2 separate regions of the Anas platyrhynchos genome follow, and region 1 is linked to region 2. A link is a contact called in public Hi-C data. All regions are on one chromosome and are shown on one strand. The core of a region is the stretch at or near the end of the contact, and the rest is flanking DNA. Distances in the headings are between cores, read along the strand shown. Region 1 holds the start of DUSP7 (dual specificity phosphatase 7). Region 2 has its middle 59 kb from the start of RPL29.

Region 1 (2,700 bases), core at 97-2,596, 240 kb after region 2:
GCTCCCATCAGAGGGGCTGTTCGGCAGCAGCAGCGTTTTTTTAAAGGGCTGCAAGTGGCAGCTTTCGCACCCTTCCCCCGCACAGCCGCCTCGCCTCCGCTGCTATTCCTGCCCCAACGCCGCCACCCAGCGACCGCCCCGGCAGCGCGGCTGCGGGCTCCGCTCAGCCCCACCGGGATGTTCCTAAAACGGTCCCAAAAATACCCCAAAACCGCAGGAAAAGGGCATGTTCGGGGGGAGGAATGGGGGTACGCAGGGTGTTCCCCCCCCTCCAGCTCCTGCATCGCCCTATGGAGGGGGGAAGGAGGGCAGCCCCCCCCCCAGACAGGCTGCTGTTTCCAGGGAAAGTGAATGGGGGGGTGCAGAGGGCTTTTTTTTTTGGGGGGGAGAGGAAATCTAAGGGATGGAGGCCCTTTCGGAAGGGGAGAGGCACCCGTGGGGAGCCGCGGGGGCTGCAGCGAAACAGCCGGGGGCTGCTGGGCTCGGGGCTGGGGAGGCTGCGGGGAAGGCAGGGGGCTGCCCTACATCGGGGGGGGGGGGTGAGAAGGCAGCGGGGCGCTGGCAGCCTCCCACCATTTTGTTCCGGGGATTAAAACGAGGGGAAAAACGAGGGGGGATCGCTGCACCCGGCGGTGCGGGGGGGATGCGGGAGCAGGGTCGGATGGGGCGAGGGGGCTGCGGGGCGAGGAGGGGGGGGGTCGCAGCTCACCTTTCAGGTAATAGGCTTTGCAGCCGTCGTCGCGCAGCTTCTGGAGCAGCAGCCCCAGCACGGAGGTGGCGGCGCCGCCGTCCTGCCAGTCGGCGGTGGCCTCGTCGTAGAGCAGCACGGTGTCGGCCTTGCAGCGCTTGACGAAGCGCTCCTTGTCCTCGTGGTTGGGGATGATGGAGCGGATGGGCAGGTTGCCCTTCTTCAGGCGCCGCAGCATCAGCCCGGGGATGGCCAGGTTGATGGCGGTCTCGATGTGCGAGCTCTCGAACAGCTCGTGGGGGCGGCAGTCGAGCAGCAGCAGGGACCGGCCGCCTCCCGACTCCAGCTCCTCCTGCAGCCACTCGGCGCTCTTGCACGGCATCGCCGCAGCCATGGGCGCCCGCGGGGAGCTCCCCCAGACCTGCGTTTTCATGGGGCTCGGCGGCGGGCGGGCGGCCAGCGAGCGAGCGAGGGCCCGGCCCCCAGCGGCCACCCCCGCCGCGGCTCCCTGGGTTGTGCTGGGCTGTGCTCGGCCCGGCCGTGTAGCTGCGCGCTGCCTGCGGCCCGGAGCACGGCGGCCCCGCTCTGCCCTAGGCGGCGCGCCCCATCCCGGCGGCCTCCCTTAAAGCGGGGCTCTCCGCCGGGCCCGCCGGGTCGTGCGGCGGGGGCGGCCCGAGGGGCGGGGCGGGGGCCGGCCCGGCACAGCGCGGCGCGCCACGCCCCGCCATGGCGCGCCGCGAGGGACACGCCCCCTCCCTCAGGGACACGCCCCCAAAGCCCGCGGGAGCCAATGAGAGCGCGGAGGGAGGGAGGCGGGCGGCCATATATGGGCAGGGGCGGGGCTGCAAAGCGCGGGAAGGGGCGCGGGGTCTCGCGGGTTTCGGTGATGTCCGCGCCATCCCATGGGGGCAGCCTCTGGGGCTGTGCACCCCAAATCTCCGCGGGTGTCAGCCACTCCGACAGACAGACAGACAAATAAATAAATAAATAAATAAATGAGACTTTCCTTCATGCCAACAGCTTCTCCTCACTCCAGCCCCTCGCTCTAAGCCTTCCCAGAAGATCCTGCCGCAGAGGGAAGGGTTCTGGGTCTGCCCCAGCACCAGGCTCAGGGACGCGGCTGGGTGAAAGTCAAGGCCCAGGATGTGCCTTGTGTAACGGGAAAGATGTCGTCCTGTAACACCCTTCTTCCCTGCACACGTGCACACAAACACGCATACACAGCCCGAGTTGTAACAGGCTTTAAGGTGCTGTTGGAACAAAGCTGTGTGCCTAGGCAAAAAAATAGGTGCTGGGTTGGGTAAAGCACGCAGCCACAGCCTGTCTCCCTTTAGCCCGGTTGTTAAGCAGGGACCCTAATGGGATTGCAGAACCAACGCCGCGCTTGGGAACGTGCTGAACTTCGAGCACGTCGAGCATCCCGTTACAAAACTCTGCTTTCAGCAGGACCATGCTCAGGGCCGTTCGTGGATTTCATCGCTATCAGCAAAATCAACGTCTGCTTCTACATTGCTTCTCTGTGACTCAAGTGTGTGCCTGAGAAAGCGGAACAGCTGAAGTTGTCCACTTCCCCTTGCCCAGTTTATTTTTACTGCTGGTTGCTGTGGGAAGCTATTGTGATTCAGTGTTGCAGTAGGAAGTTACTAACGCCACTCTTGCAGCAAAGGATGTTGAGGTTCTTATGCAAGCCACGGTGAAAATAGCTGACCTTTCAGAACATTTCTCAAAGTACCTTCAATTCCTAAGTGGAACAGCAGTGGGCTGTGCAAAGAAGGCACATCTGGGGCTAAAGCCCTTGCTCAGCCTACTGGGGGTATGCTCAGTGCCATGAATTTTAGGGGGGCTCCTTTTTGGGAGGCAGCAGCAACAGTTGTGAAACCAGCAGGGATGCACTTCACCTCTGTCCTGCGGTCATGTTAGTGAACACATAAACCTCTGAGCAGGACAGGTTCCAGGCACATCACCTGCAGAGGCAAGACCAGATTTCTGGCCAGTGAAGGCCAGAGAAATCA
Region 2 (2,700 bases), core at 197-2,696:
AGGAATGATCAAGTCTCCCACAAACCAGAGACTTCAATGGACACACTGTCATTAAAATCATCTGGCTTTCCACACTTGCTGCAATGGACCCAGCACAGTAACTGCTGGTCGTTCAAAGCTGGAGGAATTCATCTCTGGATGTTGCTGGTGCTAATGGCTAGTTAACAGGGACCACATTTTTGAGGTTTGTCTTCCTGAGCGTGATGCTGGAGACACTGTGTATCACCAGGGAACACGGTAAGAATTGCTGTGGTGCACATCATACCTGAAAACTCACTGCAGATATCCAGAGAGGAAAAAAACACAACAACCAAACAAAAAACCCCCACAAAATTCAAAGGCCAAAAGTAGCAGAACAATTTTAGAATAGGTGGAAGAAGGAGAGGAGCAGTCTGAACTTCACACCTGATTGTTGCCAGGATGGCACTGAATAAGAGGGAAAAAAAATCAAGCTACATCTTTCTGTCTTATACCTAAATACCTTAAACTCTAAGCCTCAGAGAATAAATTTACTTCAAAAAATGACTGAGAAAATCAGGAGTTCGTACTTTGTCTTTTGTTTCACCATGTAAAATTTTGGCAAAAGCAAAATAATTTTCTTCTGTGTTCCTCTTTGTGGTTCTGTTAATGCTGTTTCACCTTCCAGAGAGGAAAATAAAGACATTCCTCACCCCAAACCAATTCCTCCTTGCCCTGACAAAAGCTGACCAGTAGAAGTGCCCTCTCGTAGGCTGGTTGCTTGGCCCCAGCTCTCTGCTTCCCTCTGGGATTTGGGGTTTTTGTAGGAGACAACAGGAATGGCCTATGGGCTTCTCTAGGGCAGGAGTAGCTTGGCAGGGTGGTGGAAATGCCCCTGGTCCATGCCAGGTCAACCCGTTCTCTTCACCCCAGTTACCAACAGAGCCTGACATGGGGCTGGCCAAACCAGCAGCATGGGGTCTGAGAAGGATCTGGCCCCAGAGTGTAGGAGCCATCTCCTAACAGGAGCCCTGCAGAAGACATTTCTGCAGCTAGATTCCTTGTATCTAACTGTGCTTCAGCCTGCAGTTGCTTGTCAGATGCCCTCAGTGAAGCACAGCAGCTCCAGGTCTTTTGTAGCTTAGACAACAATCTCAACAAACCACAAACAAGACCAAACCACGAAACGCAGAGCAGGTCCATGCTATCCCCAAAAAGCCAAAAGCGCCTTCAAGGAGGCTGCAGCAGAAATAGACGGCACTGAGCACCTTCCATGAGAGAGCTTTGCTCTGAAAAGGCCCCCACTCTCCCTTTCTCACAGATTATCCTTGGGATGGAGTAATAATGCAGGTGAGGGGCACAACGCACTAATCAGGGGGTCTGGAGCCATCTGAGTTAAAGGAAACCTCGGCGTGAGGGCAGGAGCTGCAAGCTCCAACTGGCCATTGGAGGGCAAACTGCTCCAAGCATTGCTGCGCCGTTCAGGATCAGCGTTACTTACTCTGTCTGCAGCCAGCCTTCTTTCTTCCAAGATTAACCAGGCCAAGCTTCCAAGGGGTTTTAATTGTTTGGAAATTTTGGAAGGGCTCTAACAGGCTCTATTTCAACCAGACAGAAATGTTGGAAAAGGCAGCGAGTGAGGCTGGACATGCTGGGACTGTCCTGCAGCTCCCAGGTCAACGCAGCAATTCCTCTTTTCCCCGACGGCAGAAAAATTACTGCAAAAAAAATGACAGTCAGAGCAGGCTGCTGGTGAACGTCAGACTGTTATAAGTAGGGTTTGTGCTTATCCAGGTTTAACTCCTAATGGAGAAGGCAGCGATTTCTTTTTGGAGAATGGCCATTTTCGTGACTGGTTGATTTTCAGTACACCTTCTGGCTGGCCAGTAGTTCTGATAAGCAGTATTGATTAACAAGGAGCAGATACTGGAGCCCATCAGCACAGAGAGGTGCAAGCTGTCAGAGGATGACCTGAAGATCTCTTTATCCCTCCGGTTTTACCCAGCAGCATCTCTCTCCTTCATCTGTCTGCACGCATCTCCACTCTTTAATTTCACAGGCTTTTAGCATGTATAAGCAGCAAAGTGGCTTCTTGGCAAGTATCTTTGCCTTCCTTTATTTATTGGTCTATCCATCTGCAGATGTGGCCCTCAACAAGCACTTCTTACTTAGCATAATGCTAGGACAGAGAAAAGACTGTCATCCTGAAAAATGAGAAATACCCTCATGTATCTCCTTCCTCGGCTCAATAAGTAGAGAAATAACTGGAGCTGAGGTCAGCTACAAAACGAGGAAGCAGGTGGGCCTGTACCTGCTCTCTCCGGCGAGCTGTTACTGCCATCTGAGAGTCCTCAGAAGGAACACACGGAGCTGCTGTATTTCTCCATTCCTTGAAGCATCATGGAGCAACTGACTAGCAAAGCTCATCCAAACACCAGTGCTCAAATGGATTGTCACGGAAATATCCCAATTCGCAGTCAAAAGGCACGGTGTTGCAACTGGGTTTGACAGGAAGGCTTCTAAGGCAAAGCCAATCTGCGACTGGCTGGCCTGCTATCGTGCCCCTAGTGCAACAAAAAAACCACAAGCCATGAAACTTTTGAAAGCTGCCACAAAATGACCTTCACCTCTGCTTGGCAGAGCTGGGTAACAAGCCCACCCTGTCCCTGCTAGGAGGGACCAACTCGTCCAGGCTGCGATTCTCTTGGTGACCATGTGGAGCTGGAGGTGCAAACACGGCAA

What was found. Hi-C and Micro-C count contacts between places; a contact is called where the count stands out from the background.
Region 1: a Hi-C map of subcutaneous adipose tissue shows a contact between it and region 2, with 4 times the contacts expected there. The contact joins the promoter of DUSP7 here to the enhancer-like site in region 2. A contact is called at or near these places in 5 of 8 Hi-C or Micro-C datasets (F5 follicle, liver, skeletal muscle and 2 more).

The regions. Positions count from the first base shown.
Region 1 is chr13:15,140,464-15,143,163 of IASCAAS_PekinDuck_T2T, forward strand. DUSP7 (dual specificity phosphatase 7) reads right to left here and starts at 1,347. Exons shown (of 3, transcript XM_027467639.3): 1 at 710-1,347. The coding sequence starts at 1,121.
Region 2 is chr13:14,900,550-14,903,249 of IASCAAS_PekinDuck_T2T, forward strand. No RefSeq gene overlaps it. Among named protein-coding and RNA genes, the nearest start is that of RPL29, 59 kb to the left of the region's middle. Within about 2 kb of position 1,447, at least 1 of the 8 cell types and tissues checked has an H3K27ac peak or open chromatin away from gene starts, as enhancers often do. A contact at or near this core is called in subcutaneous adipose tissue, where this site is marked.